Linked DNA regions of Mus musculus: regions 1, 3, 4, 5 and 6 are each linked to region 2. The links are chromatin contacts, called in public Hi-C and promoter capture Hi-C maps. All regions are on one chromosome and are shown on one strand. The core of a region is the stretch at or near the end of the contact, and the rest is flanking DNA. Distances in the headings are between cores, read along the strand shown.

Region 1 (3,247 bases), core at 530-3,029, 970 kb before region 2:
CTGTCACCTCAGCTCTTTCCTTGGTTCTCTCCTCTCAGGTAATCAGTCAGGGCTTTCTTCCCCCACTTCCCCCTAATCTCCAACCCCCACCCCCCCACACACACTTTGCTCCCTGGGCTGTGGGGTAAGTCCTCCCTTTGTGCTCTTCCCACCCCACTGAAGCTTGGGAGGCCAGAGTACCTCTCAGTTGCCTCCCCTGGCAGCACTGGCCTGCTGACAGAGGAGGCTGGATTCCCAGTGGGCACCCTGCTGTAATCAAGACTGAGAGGCAGCAGTTGGCTGAGCTCCCTTCTGCCCAGTGGGGAATGGCCTCTGACTTGGGGTACAGCTGCGCGGGGGGGGGGGGGGGGGGCATCGGGAAATTGCCCTGCACATTGCTCCTCCAGAGTGGCTTTTACTTGACTCTGTCCCATAAAGTTGTAATATTGGAGACAGAGCCGTTCTATGAACACTGAGCCTGGAGCGAAGTACCCAGGGGTTCCTTTGGAGTGCACAGTTTAGTGGGAAGAAAAATACTACACAATAGCTGCAAACACTGTTTGAATAAGGTACTGAGGGTTACTCTAATATTATACATGATTTAACCCAGTAAATGCTCACAGCCCTATGAAGTATACTGCACTATTATTTCCAGTTCTCAAATAAGGCCCAGACAGATTTCATGAACTGCAGAATGCCTGAGGTCAATGATTTTCCAGACATCCGAGAGCTAGGTAGTATGATCCAAGAGTTCTCAATACTGTGTGCTAGCACTCATACTTGCAAATACATCATTACAAAATGTGATAAAGTGTCATAAATAAAAGTACTGGATGCCCACAAGAAAACGAGCATGTTTTCATCTTTTGCTTTTAGCCACTAGTGCACAAAGCCTTTTCAAGACATTCTTACTTTTATCTTTTATTACTGACCTAGGAGAGAACATTTATTTCTAAGACTGGAATGCAGGAAAGCATCACACGGGCCCGCAGGACAGCTCAGTGAGTAAAAAGATGCGTGAGCTAAGCCTGACTACCCAAGTTCCATCCCCCAATGTAGTGAAAAGAGAACCAACTCCCCAAGTTGTGTGACCTCCACACGTGCGCTGTGGCAACCATAGGGCCACAGGCATACACACACGAAACAAATAAATGGAAAGAAAGAAAGAAAGAAAGAAAGAAAGAAAGAAAGAAAGAAAGGAAGGAAGGAAGAAAGAAAGAAAGAAAAGCAAGCAAACATCTTGCCCCATGGCCTGGTTTCGCTGATAAAACCGCGGCTGAAGGTTTTCTGGTTTTGTTTTTTCTTAATGATGCCCTTGATTCTTGCACTAATCTAGAGTGTCGGCACCCTGGGGGAAGGCTGCGGGCAGCTGGCTCTGCAGTCTGGGGGCATCTCTCGAGTGTACAGTCTCACATACGCTCTTTGACCTTGGCATTTTCCGGCTTGGTTCAGGCTGCAGTCATGGGACCCACGTGTGGGGCCTCTCCCCAGACCTCGGTGGTCCAGACCCAACACCACTCAAGAACCACTTTCACACATTGGTTCCTGAGCTCTTGCAGGGTCCGCCCTGGAGGAGCCCGCAGGAGGTGTCTTCCAGTTCGGTCGGTCCCAGTGGGTGGCCGGGAGTGGGGACCCCGCGTCCTTGGCCCTCGGGTGCAGGGGGCCCAGTTCGGGCGGCTCCTGGGGCGGGGCGGGGCCGACGGTGGGAGGCCCCTCCCCGGGGGCGGGGCGGGGGCCAGCGGGGCTTGGGGGCGGGGCCGGCGGGCGGGCGCGGGGGTGTCCCTCCCTCCCTCGCTCTCTCCGGTAAAGTCTCGCGGTGCTGCCGGGCTCAGCCCCGTCTCCTCCTCTTGCTCCCTCGGCCGGGCGGCGGTGACTGTGCACCGACGTCGGCGCGGGCTGCACCGCCGCGTCCGCCCGCCAGTATGGCCACCACCGCCACCTGCACCCGCTTCACCGACGACTACCAGCTTTTCGAGGAGCTCGGCAAGTACGGCCCACCCGCCACGCGCGGCGGCCCCCCACCCTGGTCCAGGCGTCCCGGCGCTCTGCGGCTTCTCGCCCCGCCCCCCGGCCCTGCACCGGCCGCTGCAGCGCCCCCTCGACCCGCCCCACCCCCAGCTTTTCCCGCGTGCTGCCTCGGGGGCCCCTTAGCCCCGGGTTCCCGGTCCCGCAGCCCCCTCCGCGCCCTGCAGCAGCTGCCAGGCTGCTGCACCCGGCGCCGCCGCGGGAACTGCAGCCCCGGGACTGCTCCGGGGCGCCTTCCAGCCCCGCCCCTCCCGCACCCTTCAGACGCTCCCCTCCCTCGACCCCGCCTGTCCACCGCCCCCTCCCCACCCAGCTCCGGAGCCCACTCAGCACCGGCCCCCCAGTTCCCACGCGCCCGGCACTCAGGACCCTCCCCGGCTCTGCAGTTCCAGCCCCGCTGCGGTGCCGGGGTGTGGGGAGATGTTTAGTGCCGGGCCCCGCCCCCCCGCTAGTGCGGCTTCCAGGATCCCAGCCTTGCTGCTGGGCAGTGCTGCGGCACCCCCGGCCCCTCCCCCCATCCCTGCAGTGGTCCCAGGAGCCGTGCGCCGCAGCCGCAGCATCCCCCTCCCCTCCGCACTGAGCTGGCCGCCGCCGCAGCCCGGGTCCCCGCCACCCCCACCCGCGGTGCAGAGCCTGGCCACTGCAGCCCCCGCTCTGCCCGCCCCCCTAGATATTTCCAGAGCCCGAGATCGCAGCCCATTTGGCGGGTCACGTACAGGAAAATAGCACGGGGAAGGGGAGTTACTGCTGTCACAATCAGAGCTGTCTTTCCTCTGTTTCCCTGCTGTCAGTTGAGCGGGGATGCTGTGGGTTTAAGCCAGTTGAGCGGATCTTGAGCGTCACTTTCTCCCAGGCTTAAGGGAAATTTCTCAGGAAACCATACCTTCTGTTTAATCCCTCCTTTTCCCTACTTTCAATTATTTCTGCTGAGAGGAGGAACAAGGTCTCCCTGTTCTTCTCTCTCCTGGTTGCCTTTGCTGGGACCACAAGGCAATCAGTGAGATGCAGCAGGTGTGTATTTGAAGCATCGCCCACCAGTCTGAGGTTTGAGGCTGTTGGAACTAGATGGGAGCCAGGTGGTGCTCCACCCACATCTGTTTAGGGCCATCGGGTGGGCTTACCATTCTTAAGTTAGCTGTTGATTGTCCCTACAAGTCTGGTGGTTGGAGCATGGCTGTCCTCATCTGAAGTATGTGTGTGTCACTTTGCTTGGCGCTGTGTCCCAGTTCTTTCCCCCTTCTCT
Region 2 (3,538 bases), core at 226-2,725:
CTTAAATCCAGTAGGAGCATTTGATTGTCTCTAGAGCACAGCAGGCAGTTCCTGAGGCAGGCAAGCATGGGAGAGAGGATAGCTTGGAACCCCAATTTGTTTCTGGTTATTCACATAGCCCCTCTTACAATGATGCTCTTGGCAGCCTTGTTCCTTCATTGGTAAGTCACACACACACACACACACACATACACACACACACACACACAACCAAAAATTCTCCAAACAATTTACCTGGCACCTCGGAACTCCCTTAACCTCCCCAGATTATATATACTTCTACCTCTAAATAATAATGTTTCTTCACCCCTAGTACCAATCACACCTACACAGTTTTTATTCAAGTATATTCCCAATGTATGGGGTATAAAGATTAGAAGGGTCAAGATGGCCTGAACTTGCTTGGGGTATAGGCACAATTAAGGGGAAACTATGTCCTCTAATAAGCTTTTAAGAAGAATCTCTTATTTACTCTCATATGCCTGTGCATGTGATTAAAGCCAGATGCATTATTGGAAGGGACGTGAGCAGTATTGAAATGATCGTATAACCTGATCTATCAATTGAAATAAAGGATCATTCACATTAGTAACCAGCGCCTCCTTTTTCTTGACCGGTGAAGAGACCCAGGCTGTAGCCTGAGGTACTTGGTACTTTTGCTCGCGTTGCCTGCTGTCATTCTGTAACTTTGCACTATAGCATTGCTTCAAATAAAACTATTTTGCTTTTGCATATTTGGATAAGAGGCCAAAAACCTGGAAGCATGCAACTTAGATCATAAGCACCGACAGCTTTGCTAAAAGATAAGAAGAAAGTTTTAAATGGGCGCTTTAGATTATCAGTCGCGTTACAGAGTGGGGAAAATACATCAGGAAAGGCAAGAAAGGATGAGAGAGAAGAGATGGCAGGACTTAGTGGCCCACTGAAGGTAGTGACTGAGAGGTTTGAGGAGAAGGAAACGCAGGTTCCCGGTTTCTGACTTCACTGTTTGGGGACAAACTGAAATATGGCATGGGGGTTGTATCTAATCTCCACATCACTCCAATTAGTCCGAAAGAATATCCTGCAGGGACCTTTCTTTTCGATCTTTGTATTACCAGCGTTCAAAGACGAGCAATTAATACGCTCAAGATATTAAACAGCAACTCTGAGCCAATAAGAGCTATAGCCGACTCGAGAAAGCGTACAGACATTTTTTTTTTTTTTTTTTTTTTGGTTTTGGTTTTGGGTTTTGGTTTTGCCTACTGTTGCAAGAAAAGGAGTTAGATCCACGAATCGCAGCTTCAGACCTGCTTTCGGTCCATTGTACAACTAGGAAGCTGACAATAAAGTTTATTTGAGCGTCGACGTGCACCGACGTGGCCCCGCCTCCTAAGCAGCAGCGATGATTGGCCAGCGCTTGCGGGCTGCGGGCGTTCCTAAGCCGCGATTGGCTCCGTCCGCCGTCCGTCGGAGCGTCGGTCACCGCCCCGCCCCTTCGCCGCGTCGCCGGTGCCTGCGCTGCCCGCCTCACCTCGCTTCTCCTGTCCCGGCGGAGGCCCGGGCGGCCAGCGCGAGCAGCGGGGACCATGTTCCGACGCAAGCTCACGGCCCTGGATTACCACAACCCCTCAGGCTTCAACTGCAAAGGTGGGTGGCGGCCGCGGGGTTCGGCGACGGCGCCTCCCCAGCCCGCCCGGACCCGGACCCAGACCCGGCAGCCGCTGCCCTGAGGCGCTCGGCAGGCTTCCCGGCCCCCGGGCGGCTCGGCGGGCACCTGCGGGGTAGGGGAGGGGACCGGGGATGCCCTTCGGGGCGCGCAGAAAGTTCGTGGCCGGCTGCCAGGGAAGTGGAACCGTTCAGAAAAAAAGATATTCCAGTCCTGCGGGCCAGTGGGAAACTGAGAGTGAGGCGGGGACCAGGGCCTCATTCCGCTGTGCAGGACGCACCGGTAGAAGCGGGGTGGCAGCGTTTGGTCTCCAGAAGCATATCAGGGTCAGTCCTGGTTTTTACTTGGCTTTTACTTGGCTCAAGATTGCTGGGTGGCGGTAGAGCCGAAATTGGGGGTTGAGACCTCAGTTTTCTGACGAGTAAAATGAGGATCTTTCCTGAGGGTTTTGGGTTTTGGTGTTTGGAGGGGTTGGATCTAAGGAAGCAGGTGCGTCCCGGTAACTGTACACTGTCCCCTAGCTTTCAGTTTTTAATATTTGTATTCAGGGTGCTTTAATCGTTTATTTCTAGTTTATTTTATTCTATTGGCTTGCTTCAAAGTTTTTACCTGCCCAATGCCCCTTAAACTCTAAAGGAACCAGAGTTCTAATAAAACATAGGAAACACTGTGCCCTGCATGTTTAATTCATTCAATACTCAAAACATCCCCACGAAGTAAGTCCCGTTTTCCTCATCTTGTATCTGAAGAATCTGAAGCTTAGAAAGTGTATCCGGTTTTCTGAGGCTCATCCAGAATTTGAGTCTATTGCAGTGAGCCAGGTATCTATGGCTCTGCAGTCTGAACTTTGAGCTCTTGCTGACTTCCCTCGGGGTCAGTTAATGTAGTGTTTGCAGGTTAGAAAGCCACCAAGGATCACAAAGGCTTTTAGTGACTTGATATATGATGTTTCGTTGCAGATGAAACAGAATTTAGAAACTTTATCGTTTGGCTTGAAGACCAGAAAATCAGACACTACAAGATTGAAGACAGAGGTAACTTGAGAAACATCCACAGCAGTGACTGGCCCAAGTTCTTTGAAAAGGTAATGAATCAGGAAGTAGAAGGAAGCACAGAGAACTTTTGTAAACGTTGTATGTTGAGTTGAAAATTCCTATGTTCTTTTAAGATATAATAGTGATCAGTGTGAGTAAAGCTAACTCCATGGATTCAAACTCTGTTGTTTTGATTTTTAAAGCAAATTATATTATCTCCAACCGAGCTGTCAGTATTTGGATTAAACATCATTTTCTAAATGTCACGGCATTCCTTAATAGGATTGTCTACATAATTTGTATGTATGTATGTATGTGTGTGTATGTGTTTATATGTATGTCGGGTATCCGCAGAGGCCAGAAGAGCACAGCACGTCTCTTGGAGCTTTAGTTACATTAGATACGAAAATGCAGCAATATACTTTTGAGTCCTTGTCTTAGTTACATTTCTATTCTGTGAAGAGATACCATGGCTAAAGCAGCTTCTAACAGAGAGCATTTACCCTGAGATTTCCCTACAGTTTCAGAGGGTGAATCAATGACCATCATGTGTGGAGTGTGGCACCAGGCAGGCAGAGCACCGGAGCCATAGCTGAGAACTCGCATCCTTATCTTCAAGGAGGACTCAGAGAGCTCACTGGGAATTGTGGGAAGGGAAAAGATGTGGGGTGGGCATGGCTTTTGAAACCTCGAAGCTCACCGTCAGTGACACACCTCCACCAGCAAGGCCACACCTCCTAATCCTTCCCAAACAGTTCCACCCACTGTGAACCAAACATTCAAATCTATGAGCCATGGGGGCCATTCTCATTCAAACTAGCACATACTCATTAAGAGCATCATTTCCATGCCTGAA
Region 3 (3,286 bases), core at 129-2,628, 850 kb before region 2:
AGACTTAATGGAACAGAACAGCAGCAGCCATTCTCCAGTGGTATGACTTTCAGTGTCCAGGCAGTCACACAGAGTCCTCTGCCTGATAACTACCATGATGTTACAGGTAAATAAAGCAATGTTTCCACTTTCCATTCATTGTATCTACCACCAAGTCATCCATTCATCCCCCAAAACAGAATAACTTCAAATGTACTAGGTTTTGTTCAAACACACACACACACACACACACACACACACACACACACACACAAAGAAAAACTGTAAAGTAGCTATTTGGGAGAAACAGTATTCTTTGTCTGACCTACAATAATCCAAATGTTACTCTGACCCCAGTCTTTCCATGAACAGAATGTATTAACCTCACAAATGAAACATTTAAGATAAAAAAAAAGTAGCAATATTCCATGGCAAAGGTCATTCATCTCATGTCTCAAGCAGAGGACTATGGGTATTCTACATCCAAGAGCATGCCTGTAATTGTTTCTGTTCTAAGGTTTGTTTGATAGGTCGCTATCAAACTATTGCAATCTTGCCCAGGAACAGAAGGATGAGTTGGAGGTCCTTTTCAGGGGTCATTCCAACAAGGGGACTGGAGATCTAAACATCCTTCTAGTTATTATACAGGCAGAAGAGGCCCAGGAAGAGTGAGACCTCCTTTCAGGTGCTGCAGTAGAACAATAGGTTTCTCTTTGCTAGGAGAGCCCAGAAGCTAAACCGCTGCCGGACTGAAAACTCTGTAAAGTCAAAGCCATTTTAGAACAGTCCTTCCAAACGCTAAACGTTGCACATGCCACCAACATCAAGCCTGGGAAACGTCCCTCTCCCTTTAATTTCCTGAAGGAGGCTGAGGGACCGAATAAGCTCAGAGTCAAACTCCAATCTTGACTCCATTCTAGGGGGATAGCCGAGGGTGACAACCGAAAGGGGCGGGGCAAGCTTCCTAGAACTCTGAAAGTACCCGAGATGCGGAGGCTTGAGCGCTCCAGAGATCGAGATCCGGAAGCCAAGCCAGCCTCTAGGGCCACGAAGAGGGCCGGTTCACTAAGCAGTAAAGACCAATCCTCTAATGCCCTTCAACATGCTGGGAGGGCGAAGCGAGCCGGAACCTGGGCCAGGAGGTGAAGGGAGGGGTCCGGGGACCTAAGACCGATCGCCGGCCACAGATGCGAGAGGTGAGGGTCTCTTTCTAGGCCCCGCCTCCAGGCTCCTCCCTTTCCTCTAAAACCGGACAGCGATCAGGCCAAAAATACCCTGGCCTCTCCTCAGCATTCCTCCCCACCACGCAACCTCGCGATGCCACTCCTCACCCGGCTCCAGATCCAGGTTCGACTTCGTTCCTAACGTCAAGGCTCCCAGGCTCAACTTCCGGTTCCGAGGGGGGGGGGGCTGGCGTGCCGTCCCCGGAAGTTCCGCCCCATGCTCTAGGGCTAGGCCACTCCTTCTGCCACGTCGGCCTTAGGCACGCTTCCGGAAACCCGGATGTTGCGCATGCGTATGTGGTGTATCCCGTCATGGACGCAGTCTGTAAAGTATTGCTGAGTTTCATGCTTTTTTTTTTTTTTTTTTTTTTCTTTCCTTTCCAGATTTTTCCACATTTTCCAGACTTTTTTTATGGCTTTACCAGCTGAGAGGGTATTGAGAAAACTAGGTCAGATTATTTTTAGTAACGCTCCCTTCGTCGTGTGTTGACTTTAAGGACAGCTAGTCTTGTATCCACTTCCTGTTAACCTTTCACCCCGTTGATTTGCGTCCCTACGGTAGAGCTCACCCTGACCTTTGAGCCACACGTGGTAGTGGTAGGGTGGGTTCTAACCCTCGACTTTGGGCCGATTAGTTCAATGTTTGGACAACTTCTGCCCCGGTTTACTTCTTTAATGAAAAGAATTCGTGTCGAACAGTGAATTGGGATGAATTTAGAGACGTTTCCTAAGATTGTTCAGTATAATGTTTATTCAATAAAGATTAGTTACCATTTTATGCCTTGCCCTTTTTTTAATAGAGGTAACTCTACCAGAATATAAAGACCTCCCTGCTCTCTGTTAAAAGAGCTACAATTCTTTCAGTAATCATAAGACTCTTCAGAGAACAATGTTAACTAATAAATGATTATTGCTCTTTTATCCTCTAATCAGTTTTTTGAGACTGGATCTCAATTTATAGGCAGACTATCCTGAAACTGGATATATAACCCATGATCACCGTGAACTCCCACTTTTTATGCTTCCAACCTCTCCGTTGCATGCATTGGAATTCTTTCTGTGCTGTTATGCTTTAAGCACTTCTTTGGGCCAACTTAGGTTCATGAATAGAGTAGGCAAACTGTTTTGTGGGGTTTTTTCCTACGTAATGGTAGTTACACAGTAATGCATGCTTAGAGAAAAATGGGCATTTAAGTTTGCATGTCAGTTACTAACCAGTCAGTTGTTTCTGTCTAGCTTGTTTTAAAATGTCTTATGTATGGGTGTTTTGCCTGAATGTGTATCTGTGCACTTTGTGACTACAGTACCTGCAGAGGCCAGAAGAGGGCACTGGATCCCCTGGAACTGGAGTTAACAAATCTTGTAAGATACATGGATGCTGGAAATCAAACCCAAGTCACCTGGAAAAGCAGCCAGTGTTCTTTGTCACCAGCCCTGTTTCTATCCACTTTTAAAATACTGTCCGTGGATCCTAGTATCAGTATCAGCTGAGACTTGTTAGAAATGTAAATTAATATCTTTCCTATTTATTTGGGATTTTTTTTTTTTTTTCAGAGACAGGTTTTCTCTGTGTAGCCCTGGCTGTCCTGGAACTCACTCTGTAGACCAGGTTGATCTTGAACTCAGAAATTCACCTGCCTCTGCCTCGCAAGTGCTGGGATTAAAGGGTACATTACCACCACCACTTTTATCCACTCTTATGACTCTCTCTCTCTCTCTCTCTCTCTCTCTCTCTCTCTCATAGGAGGTCTCACTGTATAACCCTCCTGAATTCATTGTGTGGATCCAGCCGGTCTCCAATTCACAGAGATCCTTCTGCTTCTGCCCCCAGCGAGCTGCGATTAAAAGCATATGCTACCAAAGCTGACTAGAAATGTGCTCTAATTCACCTACATGTAGTTCAGTTTTGGGGACGGGGCTCAGCAAACAGTACTCCATTACACCAAGCTTGACAAATGACTCCCTCCTGGTTGATTCTCTTGCTGACTAACAGTTGTCAGTTTAAGAATTTGCCAAATGCAGATAACATTTGTTGAGCACTTGAGCTGCCCGAGCTTGAGCCCTCCCTCACCTTAGCATTTCAC
Region 4 (3,039 bases), core at 180-2,679, 660 kb before region 2:
TGTTGGCTTTCACACCAACTTGGGCAGCCATGTGCAGAGACTCCCCTTGTATGAAGCACCTAGAGACCTCCAGCTGCCAGGCTCCACCCCACAGGCTACTCGAACAGAAGAGTGGGAGTGGCCAGGCCCCGCCCTACAGAAAAAGAAGCTCATGATCTGGCCACCCTGGAAAGGTCTGCACCTCCCCGCCAAGACACCGGATAGAAAGCCTGCTTTCTGCTCACTTCTTCACTGCTTCTTTGCCAAGTCTATTCTGTAAGGTTTGATGTGTGGTGTGACTCTGCTATTCCTTGGCTCCAGGAATACCAGAGGATTCCAGGATACCTTTTACTTCTGGGATGTAACAATGAAAACAAAAAACTACCTTCTTTCAATTTTTTTTTTTTTTTTTTTTTTTTTTTTTTGGCTTTTTGGCTTTTTGAGACAGGATTTCTCTGTGTAGCCCTGACTGTCCTGGAACTCACTCTGTAGACCAGCCTGGCCTCGAATTCAGAAATTCAACTGCCTCAGCCTCCTAAGTGCTGGGATTAAAGGTGTGCGCCACCACTGCCTGGCTTACCTTATTTTAAATTTTATGTTTCAAATATCAAGTGAAAGTGCCTTGGGCCTGTGAGATGGCCCAGTGGTAAATGGGCCTTGCAGCCAAGCCTGGAAAACACAGTGGCATTCTCTCAACCTACATGGTGGAAAGGGAGCACTGTCTCCTCTTCCAAGTTGTCCTCTGACCTCCACATGTGCCCACACTCAGAAATATATCTTATACAAATAAACTTTTTTAAAAACTGTAGTATAGTGGAATTGGCGTGTGCTGAGGTGTGAAGGCATTTGTCTCCATGCCTTACCCAAGTGTTTACCGTGGAGCCTTATGACCTGAATTCCATCCCTGAAAATCACATGGTAGAGGAAGGGAAACAATCCCTACAAGTCATGCTCAGGCTTACATACCCAAATACAATTTTGTCGTGAAAGTGAAAGCCATGGTGGAGAGCTGGCTCAGTCAGGTGCAAATGCCAGCCTGTAATTCTATCACTGAAAATGCATACGTGAATCCCAGGAGCTCACTGATCAGCCATTCTTGCCTTACTGCCCATCAGTCCCAGTAAGACCAACCTTAAAAAAAAAAAAAAAAAAAAAAAAAAAAAAAAAAAAAAGAGGTGAACATTTGGTTGACCTGTAACCTCCATTCATCACTTCACTATGTCTCTGTGTATGTTTTCTTTCCATGTAAGTGCCTCAAATACTTAGTTCTATATATGGTGAGTTTAACACTAATGGACCAGTAGAACTTTGAACCCTGCTTAGTTTTGTTTAATTCAACTCCAGTTCTGTCTACTCACAATTCCCTATAGTCACATGAAACAAACCTAGGTTCTCAGGATCCCCGGAGGCCTGGAGCTCTCTATCTTTGAGTCCCTCTGCTCCGCCCACTTGCGCGGCTCCACCCAAAGCTGCAGTTCCTTTCTACAGTAGCACCACCTGGAGTAGATTTACCTCGCTGAGATATAGACACGTGTTAAAACTAGCTGAGCCACCTGAGGGGCGCAGCGTCCCGCCCGAGCTTGGGGGCGGTCCAAGCAGCTAGCACCCTCGCGCCGCCCATGCGCCACGCCCTCTGGCTCCATATTGCAGGAAAGCGGGCTAGGGTGTGACGCTGCTTTCTCGTTCAGGTGAGGACTCGCACCCCCTCCCCTTGCTGTTCTTCCGTCGGTCAGTCAGCTCGTTCCCAGTCCCTGGTCTGGTCTTCCAACCGTAGTCGTAGAGCCCCGCGCGTGTCCTAACGAGGTGGGCCTCCGGGTGGCGGACGCGGACTCGGACGCGTTTCGGGTGTTTGGGGTGGGTTGGGCATGCTTTCCCTGCGTGCTGGAGGACTGGGAAGGTCTGTGGGTAAATCACTCTGTTAGGCTTAGAGTGGGATGCCAGGCAGCAGTGGTACCCCGCTTTCGGTCAGTTGGGCCGCAAGTGGCGGACTTAAGGCCCGATGGTGGCCCTGGTGAAGCCCCTTGCCAGAAGGCCGACTAGCAGCTCCGAAAGCTGGCTTTGGCTAGTGACTAGACTTTTTGGTGACACAGCAAATTTAGAGGAACTTGAGGAATTTGTGCCGTGCTTAATGACATCTAGGGCAGAATTCACAAGCCTGATATGTAAGCTCCGGTTTAAAATTCTTGGAAACTATTCCAGTAACAATCTAGATTTTTTTTTCCTTGTCCTTGACCCATATCAGCCGTCTAGGTAAGCAAGATGCAGAGGGGAATGGCTAAACCAAGTGAAAAGACGAAAGGTATTTTACTGTTATCCATTACATTCCTTAATTGCTGCCAGGTGATAGCGAGCCATTCTGATAAAGCAATCTGCCCCAATTACAGTACAAGTGTAGTGAGCTACGGTTTAGGCCAGGAAATCATTAGAAACAAGTGGAGTAAATAATTTTGCTCCCGCAAACTTAAACCACCCTTTAGCCCTCGTGGTTAAGTAGAGGGCTACCTTCCCACGCAGAGGACTAAGCCCTGTTTCCCTGTTATCCTCAGTCATTGCTTTAAATGGCCCTTCCGGAACCTAGAGGCGGCTTTTGGGAAACTGTTTCTGTTCTTGCCTGGCCTAAGTCACACTTCCTGTTTCCCTTCCCAGTTTGTCACCGGTCCCCACCCCCAACCCCACCCTTAACTTCTTAGGCCTCTTGCCAGTTGAGAGACTGACATAGATCCACCCTTTTACTAACTGACTCACTGGGTGGAGATGGTTTGGAGAACCAAGATTGGATTTTCCAAGTTTTTCTAAAGGTTGTTTGTAACATTGTTAAAGGGAAAACAAAAGCTCTGGTTCACTCAGAAGAGTCCTGTTAACTTCAGCAGAGCTGAGTAATTTGTTGAGTCACCCTAGGGTTTGTTAGCCTTTTACAAAAAGTTTAAAGTCTACTTTTTGAAGTGATCACATGAGCAATGTTTAAAGGGGCTAAAAGGCCATGAAAAAATGAGCTGCTTTGTCGTTATACCCCCCACATACACACCCACACCCCACACACACCCCACACACACCTGCATG
Region 5 (3,100 bases), core at 382-2,881, 570 kb before region 2:
GGAGTTGAGAAAGTAGTAGAGACAGAGAAAGGGGGGGGGGCGGGGAGGGAAGAAGAGGAGAAGAGGGAAGGCCAGAATCATTGAGAGAGAGAGAGAGAGCAAAGAGAGGAGCTCCTTTCATAGTAAACTAGGCATACCTGGCAATTGCCAGGTAACCGTGGGGTGGAGCCTAGAAGGAATTCTAACAACTCTACTATGCTTAAGTGGAAACCAATTTGGACTGTATCTCCTAACTCTCTCTCTGCCAAGCTGGAGGAGCTCACGGAAGCTGAGGATGCTCTGTCTGAAGCCAACGCGTTGAATAACTGCAACGCCGAAGTGTGGGCCTATCTGGCTCTGGTCTGCCTGAAAGTGAGTGTTTCTTATTGTCCCTTCACAAGGCCCTCTCAGGGGTCAGGTGAAGGCCCAACTAAGAAAGAAAGGTAAGCTGGCTGTTAGCACACAGCAACTGAAGTTGGAAGAGTTCCAGATTTGTCTCTACTGATGACAAGGAGAATGTTCTGGGCGGTTCCTCCTTGAGATGGATGTGGTCAGTAACCTCCGATTCACATTTTACTAGGAAAGATGTTAATTGCTTCTTTCAGGTTGGACGACAACTGGAAGCAGAGCAGGCTTATAAGTACACAATAAAGGTATGCGACAGCTGATTGCCATTCTGAGAGTGTACAGACCATGAGAGCGCTCAGTGCCTGATGAATTCCCACCCAAGATCCAATACATTCCAATTCTTTGAGAGCTTCCATGGTGTCGAGAATACAGGAGAGGCCCATCCCGTCCCCACAAATCTGGAGCCTCTTAAATTAGGGGTCTTCAAAGTCACCTGGTGTGTTGGACATAACTTCTTCCCTGCCTTGTTTCTGCAGCTGAAACTGAAAGACCAGGCTCTACTTGAAGAAATCCACACTGTACAGGAAATGGTTGGTTTTGGAAATCCATCTTTCTGACAGCCTTACAAGTGGATATTTAATATGGAGCCCCAAGCACGTTTCCTTTCCAAACTGTCACCAGATGAAGCCTGCCCATCCCCACCCCTTTAGTTCACATTAAAAAAATATAAACCCCAAACTCAAAATTTATCATGTTTCTGGAGTCGTATGTATAGCACATTATATTTTATATGCTCTTATGTACATGTAGCTAATTAATAGCCACTATTTGTGGGTAGATATCTGGCATAATGGTGTGACTATTAGAATTACTTTTTAAAGTTTATCTGATCACCTTGTTGGTAAGATTCCCTGGAGGTGCACAATTGCCAAAGTTCTGGACCAATGTTACTGGGGCTTGGAAATTAAGGCAACATCTTCAAAGGTGGGACCAGAATACAACTGTGCTGTGTCACACACAGTTGACAGTGGGTAAGAGAACAGAGGATATTCCGGAGGCGGGGGAACCGTCGCAGGATGGAACGGCCTGCAAGGAACTCAGCACCGCCGCGGACAGGAAAGTCTCCCGCACGCCGCAGGCACTCAGCTGAAGACCGCCAGCAGCCCACGCCTACAGACACGCCTCTTCCGTAGCAGTCAAGGATCAGTCACCGGCGCCCTGTGGCACTCCCGGCGCTCGGTTGCCCTCCCGTGCGCATTGGAAGAGAAAGCGGAAGGGGCGGGCCGATCGGCCGGAGGCTTCCGCAGAGGGCTTTCCGGCTCTGGAGTGGTGCGGACGTCGCGTCGTGTGCCCGCCGGCCGCTTGGGGGCGCTCTTCCGGGCTTCAGGCTCTGTGCCGCGGGGCTGTGCAGCGGGACAGCTGGAGAGCCGCTCGCCCAGGCACCATGGTCCAGCTCAGTGAGTGCGCGGGGCTTCCGGGCGGGCGTGGGCTGCGGCGACCCGGGCTAGGCGCGGCCACATCGCCTTCCAGCGGAGCTTCGTCTCAGTCCGTCTCGCTTTTAGCAGTGGTCTCACTGGGTAGCTCTGGCTGGCCTGGAACTCGCAGCGTAAAGACGGGCTGGCTTCGAACTCCTTCCTAGACAGACCTTTGCCTCTGCCTCCCAAAGGCCCTGTGATTAGAGGCGTGCGCCACCGCGCCCAGCCTGTCTCAGTTTTTTACCACACATCGTAGAAATCGTTTTACAGATGAGGCACCTAAGGGTAAGACAAGGTCATGGCTTAGTAAATGGTGTTAGGGTCCGAGAATTTGGAAATAATCCAATATGAAAACCAAGTTTAAACCAGCAAGCTTATTTTAAAAGCTAATATTTCGGGGAGACGGCTGGGTTCGGGGTCCAAAACGTGACAGCGTGGGGCAAGACAGGACAACCTTTTAAAACATAAAAACCACAAATTGGATGGGCTAGGGACCACATGCATGGTTTTCCATACCTGTCATTTTAAGTGGGTTACTACCGGTCAAGTACCTCAGTTGGCTTTTTTTTTTTTTTAAACTTTTTATTAGGTATTTTCCTCATTTACATTATGCTATCCCAAAAGTCCCCCATACCCACCCCCCACTCCCCTACCCACCCACTCCCCCTTTTTGGCCCTGGCGTACCCCTGTACTGGGGCATATAAAGTTTGCAAGTCCAATGGGCCTCTCTTTCCAGTGATGGCCGACTAGGCCATCTTTTGATACATATGCAGCTAGAGACAAGAGCTCCTGGGTACTGGTTAGTTCATATTGTTGTTCCACCTATAGGGTCTCAGTTGGCTTCTTAACTTGGCCTGGATTGAGGCCAGCCAGTCAGAGCCTATATAGTGGCTGGTTGGTTTCAGTCCGGACTAGTTGCTAACCAACAAGGCATAGGGTGAGATATTGTGGCCTAAGTTCATATGGGGCGCCTGGGGCCAGAAGCCATTTCTGGGAATTCAGCTGTTTCTTAGAATTTATCTTAGTACAAAGTGGAGACTATTTACAAGATGGAGTCTCCAAGGGTAAAGTGGACCCCAACCTCGGCAGGACTGTGTTATGTGGATTTGGAAAAAAGGAGGTATGTCTGGTCTGGAGGGGTTAAGGAGGAGTTTCACCCACACGATTGTATCTAAGCTGGATGGGGCAGGGCATAGATTGGAAGTGAGAACATTGCAGTAGAAGGAGGAATTGTGCCTTTACCTTATATTACCTTATATTTTGAGTCTACTAAACATTTTTGCACCCTAACGAACTA
Region 6 (3,518 bases), core at 260-2,759, 720 kb before region 2:
CCATTCAACACTGCTCGTGTCATACACACAATTCTATCTTTTTGGAAGAAGTGTAATGACTGTGCATATGTATGAGGAGGACACATGAAGGCTAGAGTAAGCTGTACTAGTCAGTTCTCTTTTAATACCTTGTGTGCCCTGTGGTTCCATTACTGGGTTTGGTGGCCTATGCCTTCAGCATCTGAGCATCTTATTAATAACTGTTAAGGACCACCTGTACTTGTTTCTTGACCTCTTGGATGCTGGTCAACTTGGATCTGTTTCTGCAAGTTGCCCAAATTCAAATTCCGAGTATGTACAAAGATAAGGAACTAATTTCCTATTTTCTACCTACTTAGTCTCTGCTTTCCATTTTTTTCTATTTCATTTCTTTATTTACAAGTTTTAGTAGATGTCAGACTAGAAGGAGTCTAATTCCTTCTTTCCATTGTCTCCTTCGGCCATGGGGATTAGTCCTAAGGAACTTAAATCACAGTCCTTGGCTGCAAGCACCTTTATCCATTGAACCATCTCTCTGCCTTCAAATTTATTTGCTCAGTGAATTACGAGAGAGGCAATGGCTTTCCAGGGGAATCTTACAGGTTCTCAGGACACCTCTTGGTGTCATTCCCTACTTCCCTTGATCCATTTTGGTTCTTAAATCGTGGTGCTTAGACTTTTCCAGCTGAATTTATGTGCCTTTGGACTTTTCCAAACTCTCAAAGCAAGAGTTCGAATTCTATGCAACTCTCTAGGGCCCCGTTTTGTTGAGACAGTCTCACTTTGTTGCCCTGAGTGGTTAGACCTAGCTAGACTTGAACTTACAGAGTTCTGCCTTCCCCTGCCTCCTGAGGTCTGGTATTAAAGGGAAAATTTCATTTTAAATGATAATGCCACTCTATAGATTCCCTGATGCTTCTTTCATTTTTCTCTCTGGCCATAGTATTATCACTTAGATTTTGTAGATAAATTGTCATATATTTGTCTAGGCCTGGGAAATTCTGAGATCAAATTACACCTCTTCATTTTCCTGGGCTCCAAAGCGGCCAAAAAACCGTCCTTTTTTCCCCTTGCATTTTATCAACAGCCCCTCAGTTTAATCTGCAACCTCTCTTTACTGGTTTGTCTTTCTGCATGTACGGAATTTTCACCTGATCCCTTGGACTGTTTCCGTTTCTGTAGTAGCCTCGGTAATTTTGCTCAAGTCCCTGGAGCTTGTCCCGCCCCCGCCCCTGCACGCGCGATGCATGACGGTCTTAGCCCCTCTGAAGGGAAAGAGGGTCCGCCATGTTCCCCGGCGGCGCCGCCGCTTGGCTCTGGTAGCCGCCGCCCCCGCCCCCAACCCCGCCCGTCCCGGCACCTAGCCGAGCCCCGGGCCCAGCATGGCCGCCCCGGAGCCGGCCCGGGCCGCGCCGCCCCCGCCCCCGCCCCCACCGCCCCCTCTCGGGGCCGACCGCGTCGTCAAAGGTGAGAGGTACCCGAAGCCTGGGGGCCTGGCGTGAGGCGCGGTGTGAGGGCGGGCGGGAGTCCGTCCCCTCAGGAGCGGGCCTGGCGGGGCGGGCGAGTGACTGGCTGCCTCCCTTGGGGAGTGGCCCCTGGGCGGGTCCCCGCTGGGCCGGGCCGAGGCGTAGGCTGCTCCTCGGTCTCCCGCTCGCCCTGCAGGCCCGGGCGGGCGTCGTGCGCGGGCTGTCGCTAACGCGGGCTCAGGGCCGTCCGCCGCAGTGAGCCCCTTTCTTTCCTGCTTTGCCTGTGGTCGGCGCGGCGCCCGCGTTAAGAGCTTCCGGCTCCTCGACAGCTGCACTCCCGGCTTGCCCGGGCGCACCGAGGGGCCCCGGAACCCCTTAGCCGCACGCCGTTGGACTCGCCCGCGTTCTGGCCCACGCCTGCTCCCGGGTGACAACGCCTAGCTAGCGCCAGCCGCAGGGGGTTTGCGCTCGGCCCTCAGATGCCACCCCGCGCGGAAATCGGGAAAACCGTATGGGACTGGACCAGGATGAAGGATCCCGGGGTGACCTAGGAACCCAGACGTAGCTGCGGGGCAGGGGAAAAAGCCATCTTACAAAGAGGAGGCAAAAAAGTCCCATGTATAGGAAGTGGTACACTTAACAGAAAGGGTTTTACAAGCCGCCTCTAAACACACGACTTACTCTTTAGAAGGAAAAGTGAAATTCTTCTGAGCCAGGGAGGACGTGTGTGTACAGATAAACAGATTTATTTAAATTAAATTGAGAGGCAGTTGAAAGTTCCTTAAAAGTCCAGGCTCTCAGAGAGAGCCCATCTACCACACTAATACTATGGATTAAGAATATTAAGAACTGAAATTATTTTTCTTTATTTTGCAGTCAATAAGCAGAAATCGTAAAATGAAGATTTCGTCATTTAGATTATGCTCATTTTTAAAGTTATTTTAATTTTCAAATTCAGTGTCTCAAGTATAGACTGGCACAGTGTTTAAATACTGCTAGCTTTGCTTTGAATTGTGACCATGGTTTGCCATTAAAATATTTTAAAACAAACCCTTTTCTCGTGTGTGTGTGTGTGTGTGTATGTATGTATGTATGTATGTGTGCTGGTTTTTCGAGATAGGGCTTTTTTGCGTAGTCTTAGCCAGGAACTTGGAAAGTAGGCTGGTCTGGAACTCAGAGATATGCCTGCCTCTGCTTCTTAAGAGCCCAATCAAAGGTGTACGCCACCACTGCCCACCTGTGTTTTTTCTGTTTTCAATCTGCACTTTAGGTTCTTAAAGCATGACATATGTGGTTGGGTTAAGCATTAGAATGAACTAAATAGGACTGGAGTAAGAGCGGGTAAGAGCACTGACTGCTCTTCCAGAAGTCTGAGTTCAGTTCCTAGCAGCCACATGGTAGCTCACAACCATCTGTCATGGGATCTGATGCCTCTTCTGGTGTGTCTGGAGACAGTGACAGTGTACTCATATACATTAAATAAATTTTAAAAAAAGAATGAATAGGTTTTTTTCTCAAAGATTTATTTTATTATTATAAATAAGTAGACTGTTGCTGACTTCAGACGTACCAGAAGAGGGTGTCAGATCTCATTTCAGATGGTTGTGAGCCACCATGTGTTTGCTGGGATTTGAACTCAGGACCTCTGGAAGATCAGTCAGTGCTCTTACTCGCTGAGCTATCTCACCAGCCCCTAGAATGAATAGTTTATGAGCTTCTTTTTCTGGGATTTTTTTTTTTCTTGAAGGATAGAAGATCAGGCATTGATCCTATTAATTTCTGTAATTGTATAGGTGGGGGTTGAAACAGGCCATTGCCTGCTTCTTCATTTTCTTAACTATATTTCCTGTGTGCTTATTTTTCTGGATACTTTTCACCAGAATAATAGCTGACGTAACTAGTCACATTCCCAAATCATGTATTTATGTTGTCCTTTTGTGAATCTTGTTCCTTGTCATTTATGTAGCAATCTTTTTCTCATACTGCTTTAATGAAGGAAAAACGAGTTGCAAGCAGAAGGCAGATTCTTTAGGGGTGAGTTGTGAGTCTAATACATAGCCATTTACAGTTTAT

The links. Promoter capture Hi-C pulls out the DNA fragments that hold promoters and counts their contacts. Hi-C and Micro-C count contacts between places; a contact is called where the count stands out from the background. Capture Hi-C pulls out chosen DNA fragments and counts their contacts.
Region 1: a promoter capture Hi-C map of pancreatic islet shows a contact between it and region 2. The contact joins the promoter of Camk2g here to the promoter of Rtraf in region 2. A contact is called at or near these places in 1 of 39 promoter capture datasets (pre-B cells) and 1 of 9 other capture datasets (pancreatic islet).
Region 3: a contact with region 2 is called in a promoter capture Hi-C map of pre-B cells, with 5 times the contacts expected there. The contact joins the promoter of Sec24c here to the promoter of Rtraf in region 2. A contact is called at or near these places in 3 of 39 promoter capture datasets (cranial neural crest, liver and pre-B cells) and 1 of 484 Hi-C or Micro-C datasets (pro-B cells).
Region 4: a contact with region 2 is called in a promoter capture Hi-C map of pre-B cells, with 2.2 times the contacts expected there. The contact joins the promoter of Anxa7 here to the promoter of Rtraf in region 2. A contact is called at or near these places in 3 of 39 promoter capture datasets (frontonasal cranial neural crest, hippocampal neurons and pre-B cells), 1 of 115 datasets of contacts at active chromatin or transcription factors (pancreatic cancer cells) and 1 of 9 other capture datasets (pancreatic islet).
Region 5: a promoter capture Hi-C map of liver shows a contact between it and region 2, with 3 times the contacts expected there. The contact joins the promoter of Mrps16 here to the promoter of Rtraf in region 2. A contact is called at or near these places in 9 of 39 promoter capture datasets (cranial neural crest, embryonic stem cells, hippocampal neurons and 5 more), 3 of 484 Hi-C or Micro-C datasets (CD4 T cells, CD8 T cells and pre-B cells) and 2 of 115 datasets of contacts at active chromatin or transcription factors (pro-B cells and stem cell-derived neural progenitor cells).
Region 6: a contact with region 2 is called in a Hi-C map of CD8 T cells, with 7 times the contacts expected there. The contact joins the promoter of 1810062O18Rik here to the promoter of Rtraf in region 2. A contact is called at or near these places in 3 of 39 promoter capture datasets (cranial neural crest, pre-B cells and stem cell-derived epiblast-like cells), 1 of 484 Hi-C or Micro-C datasets (CD8 T cells) and 1 of 115 datasets of contacts at active chromatin or transcription factors (memory CD8 T cells).

Annotation. Positions count from the first base shown.
Region 1 is chr14:20,792,620-20,795,866 of GRCm38.p6, reverse strand. It overlaps Camk2g (calcium/calmodulin-dependent protein kinase II gamma), which reads left to right and starts at 1,779. Exons shown (of 21, transcript NM_001360186.1): 1 at 1,779-1,966. The coding sequence starts at 1,902. Gm30108 (predicted gene, 30108) reads right to left here and starts at 1,628. Exons shown (of 2, transcript NR_153779.1): 1 at 1,407-1,628.
Region 2 is chr14:19,821,760-19,825,297 of GRCm38.p6, reverse strand. It overlaps Rtraf (RNA transcription, translation and transport factor), which reads left to right and starts at 1,475. Exons shown (of 8, transcript NM_026528.3): 1 at 1,475-1,629; 2 at 2,608-2,732. The coding sequence starts at 1,569.
Region 3 is chr14:20,672,413-20,675,698 of GRCm38.p6, reverse strand. It overlaps Sec24c (Sec24 related gene family, member C (S. cerevisiae)), which reads right to left and starts at 1,378. Exons shown (of 23, transcript NM_172596.2): 1 at 1,311-1,378.
Region 4 is chr14:20,478,523-20,481,561 of GRCm38.p6, reverse strand. Anxa7 (annexin A7) reads left to right here and starts at 1,429. Exons shown (of 13, transcript NM_001110794.1): 1 at 1,429-1,667.
Region 5 is chr14:20,392,165-20,395,264 of GRCm38.p6, reverse strand. Mrps16 (mitochondrial ribosomal protein S16) reads left to right here and starts at 1,631. Exons shown (of 3, transcript NM_025440.3): 1 at 1,631-1,784. The coding sequence starts at 1,772. It overlaps Cfap70 (cilia and flagella associated protein 70), which reads left to right. Exons shown (of 29, transcript NM_029698.1): 27 at 250-351; 28 at 585-632; 29 at 864-1,075. The coding sequence ends at 944.
Region 6 is chr14:20,544,284-20,547,801 of GRCm38.p6, reverse strand. It overlaps 1810062O18Rik (RIKEN cDNA 1810062O18 gene), which reads right to left and starts at 1,509. Exons shown (of 6, transcript NR_033571.1): 1 at 1,458-1,509. It overlaps Ppp3cb (protein phosphatase 3, catalytic subunit, beta isoform), which reads left to right and starts at 1,229. Exons shown (of 14, transcript NM_008914.3): 1 at 1,229-1,446. The coding sequence starts at 1,362.